Linked DNA regions of Mus musculus: region 1 is linked to region 2. The links are chromatin contacts, called in public ChIA-PET maps. All regions are on one chromosome and are shown on one strand. The core of a region is the stretch at or near the end of the contact, and the rest is flanking DNA. Distances in the headings are between cores, read along the strand shown. Region 1 holds the start of Ccdc28a (coiled-coil domain containing 28A). Region 2 overlaps Ect2l (epithelial cell transforming sequence 2 oncogene-like).

Region 1 (4,504 bases), core at 1,504-4,003, 42 kb before region 2:
TATCAAGTTGGCATACAAAAATATTGAGTACAGTCACCTACCTCCTAAACTTGCTAACTACTTTAGCTTTAAAAGGGAAGTGTAGACTTGAAATACAAAAATAAATTAAAACATTAGCATTGTAGAACCCCCAGAAAATAAGGTTTTAGTTTGTTTAGCAAGAAGTCATCAGAACATCCAAAGGTTGGGTAATCAGACGCCTCGTCAGAGCTCTTAGAGGAAGGCAGGACTAGCAAAGCCCCAAATATTCTGCTGAGGAAAGAGATCTGCCTGGACAACGGTGATGTCATCTGGTCAGCTTTGTAACTTGGCCAACTCTTTCAGATGCTGTGGCTTCAAGGGCAGCCTAGGCAGCTGTGACACTGCACAGCTGAGATATTTATTGCACAACTGCCATTTCGTCATTTGGGGAGGCCAAAGCAGGAGAGTTCCACATTTGAGCCAACCTGGTCTATAGAAAATCCTGCCAAAAAGAGACCAGGCTGGCCTCGAACTCAGAAATCCGCCTGCCTCTGCCTCTTGAGTGCTAGGAATAAAGGCGTGCATCACCACGCCCGGCTTGAGTTTAAGATTTCTTCATTCATTAATTTAATGAGTACCCTTTTTATGTCACTCTCAACTGCTAAAGGTATGGAAATCAACACATATTTGCTCTTAAGGAAATTACAGCCTAAAGTAGTATGTTTAATAAAAGACTATAGGCGTAACAATGCTAGATGTCTAAGTCTTTAAAATGAACAGTCTCATTTTAAAGACTTTTTGGCCTCCTGCTAAAAACCTGTTACATCTTAGAGTAAAAATGAAATAGTTCCTCTGGATTCACTGTTTTGCCTCTTTTGGTGACAAAACTCATACCCAGGGCCTCAAGCATGCTGGGCCAGTGCTCCCCCAAAGTCCCACCCCAGGCCCTACTGTTTCTTCTATGACACAATACATACATTCTTGAGAAATGGCTACTCACTCACGGCTGTTTCACCTAGCGGATCCTCCTGGTACTTTCAGTTCCCAGCAGCTCTCCAAAAGCCCACTTGTCCCTTCAAGAAGTCTCTGGGGGTCCTCAGCCCTGGAGAGCTCTTCTCCAATCTCTCAGTAGTGTTTTAGAGCTCATCTCAGAGCAGAGAAGGCACCAAGTTTTACAAAGATAGCCAAACAATAGCATCGCTTTTGGGATAACTTTCCCATGTAGGTCTCAGCTCCGAAGCAAGTCAATATAGCACCACACTGTGGCCTGCTCCCAAACTGCTTTCCCTCTTTCATTCTTTCATGGCATAATTTTATAAAAGTAGAACCTAGGCCATGACATTCCTTAAAAACCAAGTTGTAGATCAATTCACAAAATACAACCATTCAGAGATGCCAAACAGGAGAATTCCGCCTTTTCTTAAGTTCAAGTTCTTTACCCTAAAAATACCAAATTATGAAACCTAACACGTGTTCACTTTGGAAACTGGAACCATGAATGCTGTATCTGTGGGGGTTTTTTGTTTTTGTTATTTTGTTTTGTTTTTTGGTTTGTTTTTTTTAAGAATTCCAAGTTTTTGGTTTTGTTTTTCCTAATGGAAGAACATCTCATAGTATGAGTTTAAGTACTTAGTAACTCCATTTTTGCTCTGTCTCAATATAATCTCTAGACACAATTTCCTCCCTAGGTAATGGGGAGATTGAAGGACAGGGTCACCTCAATCTAAGAAAGTCGGAATCTAAAAAGTCCCATCTTCCCTCTGAGAAGGCATCCACATCAAGGAGGGAAAGGTAAGTTTTCTTTAGTTTAGGGTTGAGCCTTCTCTCTTAGCCCTCAATTCCTAATCCCGGGGATGAAGTGGGGAGTCAGGCAGCAAGTCTGATTAGCCTTTCTGAATCTCAGAATCATTTCATTTGTTTTCTTTCTTTCTTTTTTTTTTTTTTTCTTTTCGGTTTTTTCGAGACAGGGTTTCTCTTTATAGCCCTGGCTGTCCTGGAACTCACTTTGTAGACCAGGCTGGCCTCGAACTCAGAAACCCGCCTGCCTCTGCCTCCCAAGTGCTGGGATTAAAGGCGTGCGCCACCACGCCCGACCTCAGAATCACTTCTAAAACGGGGATTTTGACATTACCTTAAAGGACTGTAGTGAGGTAAAGTGGGACGAGTGACACATACCCGTATGAGAAGCGCAGGCAGGAAGATCTCAACAACATAACCGGTTCCTGAGCAGTGTCGGCTATACGAGACTTGGTCAAAAAAAGGCAAAGAAAACGAAGAAAGACTGATAGACAGACAGACAGGTACACAGAAAACCTAAACGCACTCACCCCACCCCCACCACACCCAACTGCAATGCTTGGATACTGGCTATTTACAGAATCACACTTGGCGGCACAGCATCAGGGATGCTGAACCCAATACCGCTTCTCAAGCCAAACTAAAAGCAGCCAATCCGAGGTGTGGATCCGCCGCAAGGGGACAATAGGCTCCGCCTTCGATTTGTTCGAAAGGCATGCTGGGAATTGCAGTGCATGGGGCGGTCCTTCACCGAGGTGGCTGGCCGCTTCCGGTGAGGACAATATACAGCCAGTTTCCATGAGGCCATGAGACAGGCAGAAGTGGAGTGGCCAACAACAACTCCTCTTTCCCGCAGCCGCTGGAGCCATACCTGAAGGCGGCTATGGGAAGACGGAGCCCAAAGCAGAGACGCGAGCATCGCTAAGGGACCTGGGAGAGGCGGGGCTTTTCGCCTCTCGGAGGGCCCCGCCCAGATTACGTCACTTCCGTAAACAAAGGGCGCTTGCCTGGGTTTGTGACCCAGGCAGACGAGCTGGGCTCTTGATGCAGCCCTGGCGGAGGCTTTGAACGCTCTCTTACTTTTCCTAGCCGAGGAAGGGTAACCACAGCCTTTTCTCCCTCCGGTATGTAATGGGGTAAGGGGACCCCGCAACCTGTTCATTCGAGCCCCTCAGCACCTGCTCTGGTCACCGCTGAGTGTAGATGGGTCATCGCAGGGCTGGGTTGCGGAAGGGAAATGAATGAGGCAAAGTCCAGAGGCACCTCTGGTGATTCTGGTTGGCAGCGAGGCCTGACATTCAACCGTGAGCAGTTCGTCCCCTCTGGAAAGGTCCCTCGTGTTTGTCATACAAGAAGGATTTCAGGGTCTTGTGACAGATGTTATCTTTCAGAAAAGAGGACATCGCAAGCTTGGTCCCTCGGGGACCATTGGTTTATTGGCGATGCTTTATGTATTAACTGGTTTTTGCTTTTTCCTCCTCTTTTGTTACCAAATGTGTATTAGCATCCATAGATTTGAAGGTTAGCGTGTTTATATGTATCACCAATTATACAGATCCTCATCTCTTGGAAACCTGCTCCGTCATCTTCAAAGTTTTATTTAATCTGTATTACAGCTAAACAATTCCCGAATGACTCAAGTGGATTCGCTCTTGGTATCTGAGACAAGAGACTGAATGCTGTACCCTTTTCCAAGAAAAACCCACATCAGCTAGCAAAACAAAAATAAATTACCTGTATAATTCCCGACTAATTCTTTTAGGAGTGACAGAAGTCAGTTTCAGTCTTTTAAAATAGTCATGGCAGGACTAAATTCAACACTTTTAGATTTTAAATTTTATTAGATGACTGTGTACAGGTGCACACTGTGCCCCTGGAGGCCAGAAGAGGGCACTGGATACCTTGGGACAGAAGTTACTGTCATAAGCAGCATTGTTGGGCCTGGAAATCAAAAGAGACCTCCGAAAAGAGTAGTCAGTGCTCTTAACTGCAGAGCCATCTCTTAAGCCCCACAGTATTTTTTAAACGACCAGAGATCCTGAGTTCAATTCCCAGAAACCACATGATGGCTCACAATCATCTGTAATGGGATCTGATGCCCTCTTCTGGTGTGTTTAAAGAGAGTAACACTATACTCACATACATAAAGTAAATCTTTTTAAATTCATAGTGCAGTTAACGATTTGAAGGGGGGAACAGGTATGCATTTTCTGACACTTTTTTGTGATAAATTAATAATAGAATTAAGAAAATTCAAATCGAAAGAGCTAGACTTGTGGCACATGCCCATCCTTCCAGGACTCACTCAAGAGCCGAGGGAGAAGGATCATCACAGGTTGGAAACCAGCGTGGCTTACGTAGTAATTTCTCAGCCAGCCAAGGACATAGAGCAGAATTGTTTTTCAAAAAGAAAAGGTGAAGCTGTGCACACTTTTGATGCCTTTAATCCCAGGAGGGATAGAGCTATGCCTTTAATGAGTTCGGGCCAGCTGAGTCTACAGAGCAAATTTCAGGTCAGCCAAAGCTACATAGTGACACCTTGGGGGGAGAGAGAGAGAGATATCTAGGAGTGGTGGTTAATAGCATGTAAATAAAATGTATATTATGTAAGCCTTCAAGGTGCAGCTTAGTCCGCTGGTGCCCTGATTATACATGTATTTGAGTATGGTTTAGAAGGGAGATCTAAAGGCCAGATAAAGGCCCAGTGAGGCTGAGGAGTTACATGGGCGATTTGTTTATACTGGTC
Region 2 (4,958 bases), core at 579-3,078:
TGACACTCATGTTTCAGCAGGCCTCAAGGTTCCTGCTGGTGTCTACTTTTCTGCCCCGCCCCCTCCTCCCCCCCCCCCCCCACCTGCTTGACTAAATTGACCTTTGAAGGCCGCTGGGCTGTTTGTCTCTGTCACACTTGGAGACACCTTCGAGGGCTGTGAATTGCTCTCCTTGCTGCACTGGTGAGACCGGTTTTAAATTGCTTCTGCACAGCTGCGTCTGCTGCTGCGTTGCCTTCTTACAAAGGCCTTTCATTCCAGAATTGGAGAAGTTTAAACTTGTAGCCTTCTTGGGTGGGTGTGGCAACATTCATGCAACTGCGTTTTCGGGCGGTGGGGGAGGGGAGGGACAGAAGAAAGAAGGAAGGTCACGAGTAACCCAAGAGATCTTACGTCTGGTCACCCGTCTTCACCAGAGCAGAATGGACGTGGGGGTGGGCAGGGGCAGGACAACGCACGCATCCCTGTATACTAAGAACACCCATGTCCTCTCTAATCCACTCACTTACTCTTTCCGTGTGGCCCCTGCAAGCCGTTGGGTGAGGAAATCTCACTTGGTGTAGTCTGTCAAGAAACCTGGCTGTGAAGTTTTTCAGAGACAACATACTTCCAGCTTCAATTAGAGCCCAGCGCAGCAGCATCTCCTTGAGTTTGGAAACTCATTTTAAAGGAGAGCATTTGCACGTGGCAATGGGACGTTGTTTTAAGAACAAGCATCGCCCAGGGATGGTATAACACCAAAGCAGAACGAGAACAGACTCTTCAGGACCTTGCTAGCGCCATCACTGCTGTGGGCTTTGTCACCAGGGAAGGATGCGACTTGAACTGAAGACATGGGCAAGGTAAAAATTCTAGCCAAGGACAGAGCAGAGTGGCTGGAAATCACCATGAGGCGAGGGGATTCTGTCTAAACGAAGCTAGCAGGCTCCTGCTGGAGACAGGCAGAAGATCAGACACCTTCCCTCCCCTCTTCCTCCAAACACCGAAGGATCAGGAACCCGATCAGATTTCCAGGGTGATCAAGTATCAAGCGTTGGGATTTGTTCTGAAATGACTTAGCAATGTTCTTTGCTAAGACTAGATTCTACCAAGGAGCCCACCCAGATGGACAAAGGAGAAGGCTCGGGAGCTGAGAAGGTAGAACTTTGTCAGAAAAGGAGCAGGCAGTGTTCAGAGACAAGGCGTACCTCTGTACTGCCAACTATTGTATCTGGACAGGCAGAGAGTCTGGAAGTTTGGGTCATTTTGTCTCTTCCTTCCCACTAAGGACCATGTTCTGAGCATCCGCCAACGCTCTACACCATTAGAGCAATCATAAAATATCCTCATTCACGGCTGAGACGTTTTGTAGGGATTGATGAAGCTATTAAAAAACCTGCAAGTTTATTTATCTATATTTATTTTATATATATATGGGTATGTTTACCTGCATATATGTTTGTGTACTACAAATGTGTATTGCCTTCAGAGGTCCCAAGAGGGTATTGAATCTTCTGGGACTGGAGTTACAGGCATTTGTGAGTCACCACGTAGGTGCTGGGAACAGAGCCTGTCCCTTTGTAAAAGCACTCAGAGCCCTTAACCACTGAGCCATCTCTCTAGGCTCCTCCCAAACAAGAAATGGTTAAGTTTAAAAGCAAAGGGGAAACCAGACTCCTGAAGCTGTCGTGTAGGGGGAGAGGTGGAGACCAGTGGACGTGTTAAGCAAGTCTTGCATGGAAGTTCTCAGTCCCTACATTCTCAGTGGCTCAGTTCTATTGTGTTTAAAGTCTCCCTGAATCACGTAGAACCACCACACACGTGATGTTATCACCTACGGTACCTTGTTTGTCTAAACTGCTCTTATGTCGAGAGCTAGCCGCAGTACATCTCCAGTGTACAGGAGAGTGTGATTGATGTGGAAGGCAGGAAACTGTTGTGGGAAATATTTAAAAGAATGGCAAGTTCCCGAGCTACACCCAGCTACTCTCCGCCCTGTGGTCTCGAGCCGCCTCTAGCTAGGCAGTCTTCCCTTCTTCAGTTTGCCAGCCTCCTAGCCTCCTGTACCTTCTCAGCCATAAACCCCTGTGGCTGATGGTCCCAAATTCCAGTAACCCAGTAAATCAAAACTCTAGAATCTTATAATGAATCAGTCAGATTTATATATCAATACATTCTCAATTCACAAGATGCCCACACAGTAATTTCAGAGACAATTAATGATACAAGCGGTCCACCTAGATTAGACAAATTACCCCAGTTATTCTATCCTCCTCTTATAGTCACAGCTACCTGTGGCTACTTAAAGCCACACAGAATCTGGATCGTCTTCCTCCTGCTCCATCTTCCTTCCTTCCTCTACCTGTCTCCTCCTTCTCTGTCTCTGCAACTCTTATGTCTCTTTTCCATGTCCAATCACAGGCTTCTTGTTGTACTAATATATACAGTGATAGGACAGGGAAAATTCTGCTACGGAAATCGTCCCTTGTCTCTTCTCCATTTCCACCGAGGCTTTACATACTTCATTACCTTCCCACCAGAGCCATTCTGTTGTTTCTCTTTTCTCTGCCCACAATCCCACTCTGGTATTAAATGCCCGAGTATTGCTGATTACTGCACACCCAGGGGCCTGAAGGTTGAAGGCATCTCAGGATTGGATTGAATTCATTCCTGAGAGTGTTTGGTGGAAGAGAGGCCCTTTTGACAGTAATTCTGCCCAAGAGATGTTAGCAATGTCTGCAGAGTTTCTCGGGGTGCTTCCCCCCCCCCATCTTATACTTTAGCAGGAGCGTAAGGATGTGCATGGGCCCTCTCCCACCCCATGGTCTCTGTTGTGTGAAGATTTATTGCTCAAATTAGTCCTTGGGGAAAACATTTCAGGGGACAAGACGGAGGAGCACAGGTTGAGGATGACAAAGTTGAAATGTAGGAATCCTGGCCCCGTGATGACATCATCGAGTCCTAAGTTTTGAAGCTGCCCTGATTAGGGAGTCTAAGTTGTCTTGGGTCATCTGAGCTCTCCAGAATGAGGCAAAAAGCATTTAGCAGTCACACAGATGTGAAAGAGCCCATCAGACCCACACACGTTGTCCAAGGAGTTCATCAGAGCTACGAGCTTTCCTAAAACGACCACGTGCTTATTCTGTGCTTCTAACTTGACAGCAGCAGCAGCAGAATCTGCCCTAATGGCTGCTGCTTCGTCCATGGGAGTCAGGTCCGCAAACACTGAACAAGTGTGTCCCATCAGACTGAAGTTTGTAAAGCACAGATCGTGAGCCTTGATAGCCACTTTGGCTCAAGCAGCCTGGAATAGCGTTGAGGAAACGGTTGTCACCAAGTTCCCCAGGTGATCTGGTGCACAGCCAAGGACAACACACAGTAGAAGGCTCTGCGGGGCCCCAAGGCCCCTTCTGCCTGCTGATCTCTTCCTTCCTGGAGGCGTGAACGCTGGCTACACTGCTGCCCTGGCTTTGTAAGTGCCTTTTGCATCCCACAGTGTTGAGGTTACTTGTTGGTTTTTAGAATATACTTCATTATGTAGATGGCCCTAAACTTGATTGGAATAATTAAGGAGACTTTATTCCCGCATCACTGAAAATTCCAGGGATAGATCTGGTTGCAGTTGAAGCCTGGTTCCAGTAGTAAAGCTGGAGTTTGGTTTCTCTCTTTCTCTGCCTTTAGTATTGCCTTCGGCAATCTTGGCTCCTTACATACCCTCAGTGTGTCTGCAGGGGAAGAAATTGAATTATCTGAGGTTTTGTTTTTACTGGACTAGCTTATAGGTCCAGACCAGCACCTCCCCAGCCCCAGAGCCCTTCGAAGGCTAGTATCAAGATGACTTGAACTCCTGATTCTCTTGCTCCCACTTCCCGAGTGCTAAAGCTAAAGCCATGTGACACAGTGCTCAAGTGTGTGGTTCTGGGATCAAACCAAGGGCTTGCCAGGCAAGCATTCTGCCAACTGAGCCATGCCCCTAGCTCAGGGCAGCTTCTGGCTGACTGCAATGGCCAGGAGATTGAGCCACATACATTAACTTAGCCTCGATCTTGTACTTAGTAGATCTGGAAAGTCCGGCTGGACTTCAGGGATGAGCCTGACTGGGGCAATGAGGGAATGAAGAAAAGACAGGTGCACAAACATGCTGGGATCTAGTGGACTCAGTTCTCTGGTGGAGAAACCAAAGCACCTCAGAGTGTTCATTACACATAGCTGAGCAGATCAGAGAGTTAATGCATACAGCTAAACACAGAAGCAAGCTGGTTACATACATCTCAAAACAGCAGGCAGGTTTAGCTAATCTCAGTAGTGGCTGTGTCTGTAGGCTCACAGCATTCTGGCATCTGCAGGGAACTGTGGTAGATATTTTCTGCACACATTATCAGCATCGCACATAGACCAGAGGAAGGCTTTGCCATCCCTTTGAGCCTCACTCCAGGTAGGGGTAGGGGTGGCTTTGCCATCTTCCCACGGGCCTGAGGCAATGGGGTCCTCAACACAGCCATACACGTGTCAACAACACACATTCTCTGAGAACTTCATCCAGTCACAGCTTCCTCCAGTCCCACTGCTTCCTTCTCTGCCCTTTTCTCTATATTTTCTCCCTCTCCCTCTCCAGACCACTCCTCCTTCAGTCATTCACACTGAGGTTCTCCTAACCCCACCCCCAACCCACCCTGACCCTGCTTCAGCCAGCTTTTCAGCACGGTTGCCCAGTCTGTCATTTCTCTGACGGAGACACTGCTTGTAAAGATTCACTGGATATTGCACCAACAGAATAGATTTCTTTTTATTATATACACACACATATATATATAATAAAAAGAAATCTCTATATATATTTCTTTATATATACGTGTATATATGTGTGTGTGTATGTATGTATGTATATATATATTGAGCCACCCCTTACTATATACTCTAGCAGGTTTAGCCTGCCAAGTGCTACAGTGTGTGCTACAGTGCCTGAGTAGACATTTTTT

Evidence for each region. ChIA-PET counts read pairs in DNA pulled down with a chosen protein or histone mark.
Region 1: a contact with region 2 is called in an RNA polymerase II ChIA-PET map of effector CD8 T cells, with 85 read pairs. The contact joins the promoter of Ccdc28a here to the enhancer-like site in region 2. A contact is called at or near these places in 1 of 39 promoter capture datasets (macrophages), 2 of 15 datasets of contacts at CTCF or cohesin (CD8 T cells and the NIH/3T3 cell line), 1 of 484 Hi-C or Micro-C datasets (CD4 T cells), 2 of 115 datasets of contacts at active chromatin or transcription factors (effector CD8 T cells and memory CD8 T cells) and 3 of 9 other capture datasets (adipose tissue, liver and pancreatic islet).

The regions. Positions count from the first base shown.
Region 1 is chr10:18,233,230-18,237,733 of GRCm38.p6, reverse strand. Ccdc28a (coiled-coil domain containing 28A) reads left to right here and starts at 2,753. Exons shown (of 6, transcript NM_144820.4): 1 at 2,753-2,882.
Region 2 is chr10:18,190,276-18,195,233 of GRCm38.p6, reverse strand. The region is part of intron 3 of Ect2l (epithelial cell transforming sequence 2 oncogene-like); the gene reads left to right. Among named protein-coding and RNA genes, the nearest start is that of Ect2l, 18 kb to the left of the region's middle. Within about 2 kb of position 1,828, at least 44 of the 459 cell types and tissues checked have an H3K27ac peak or open chromatin away from gene starts, as enhancers often do. A contact at or near this core is called in CD8 T cells, effector CD8 T cells and memory CD8 T cells, where this site is marked.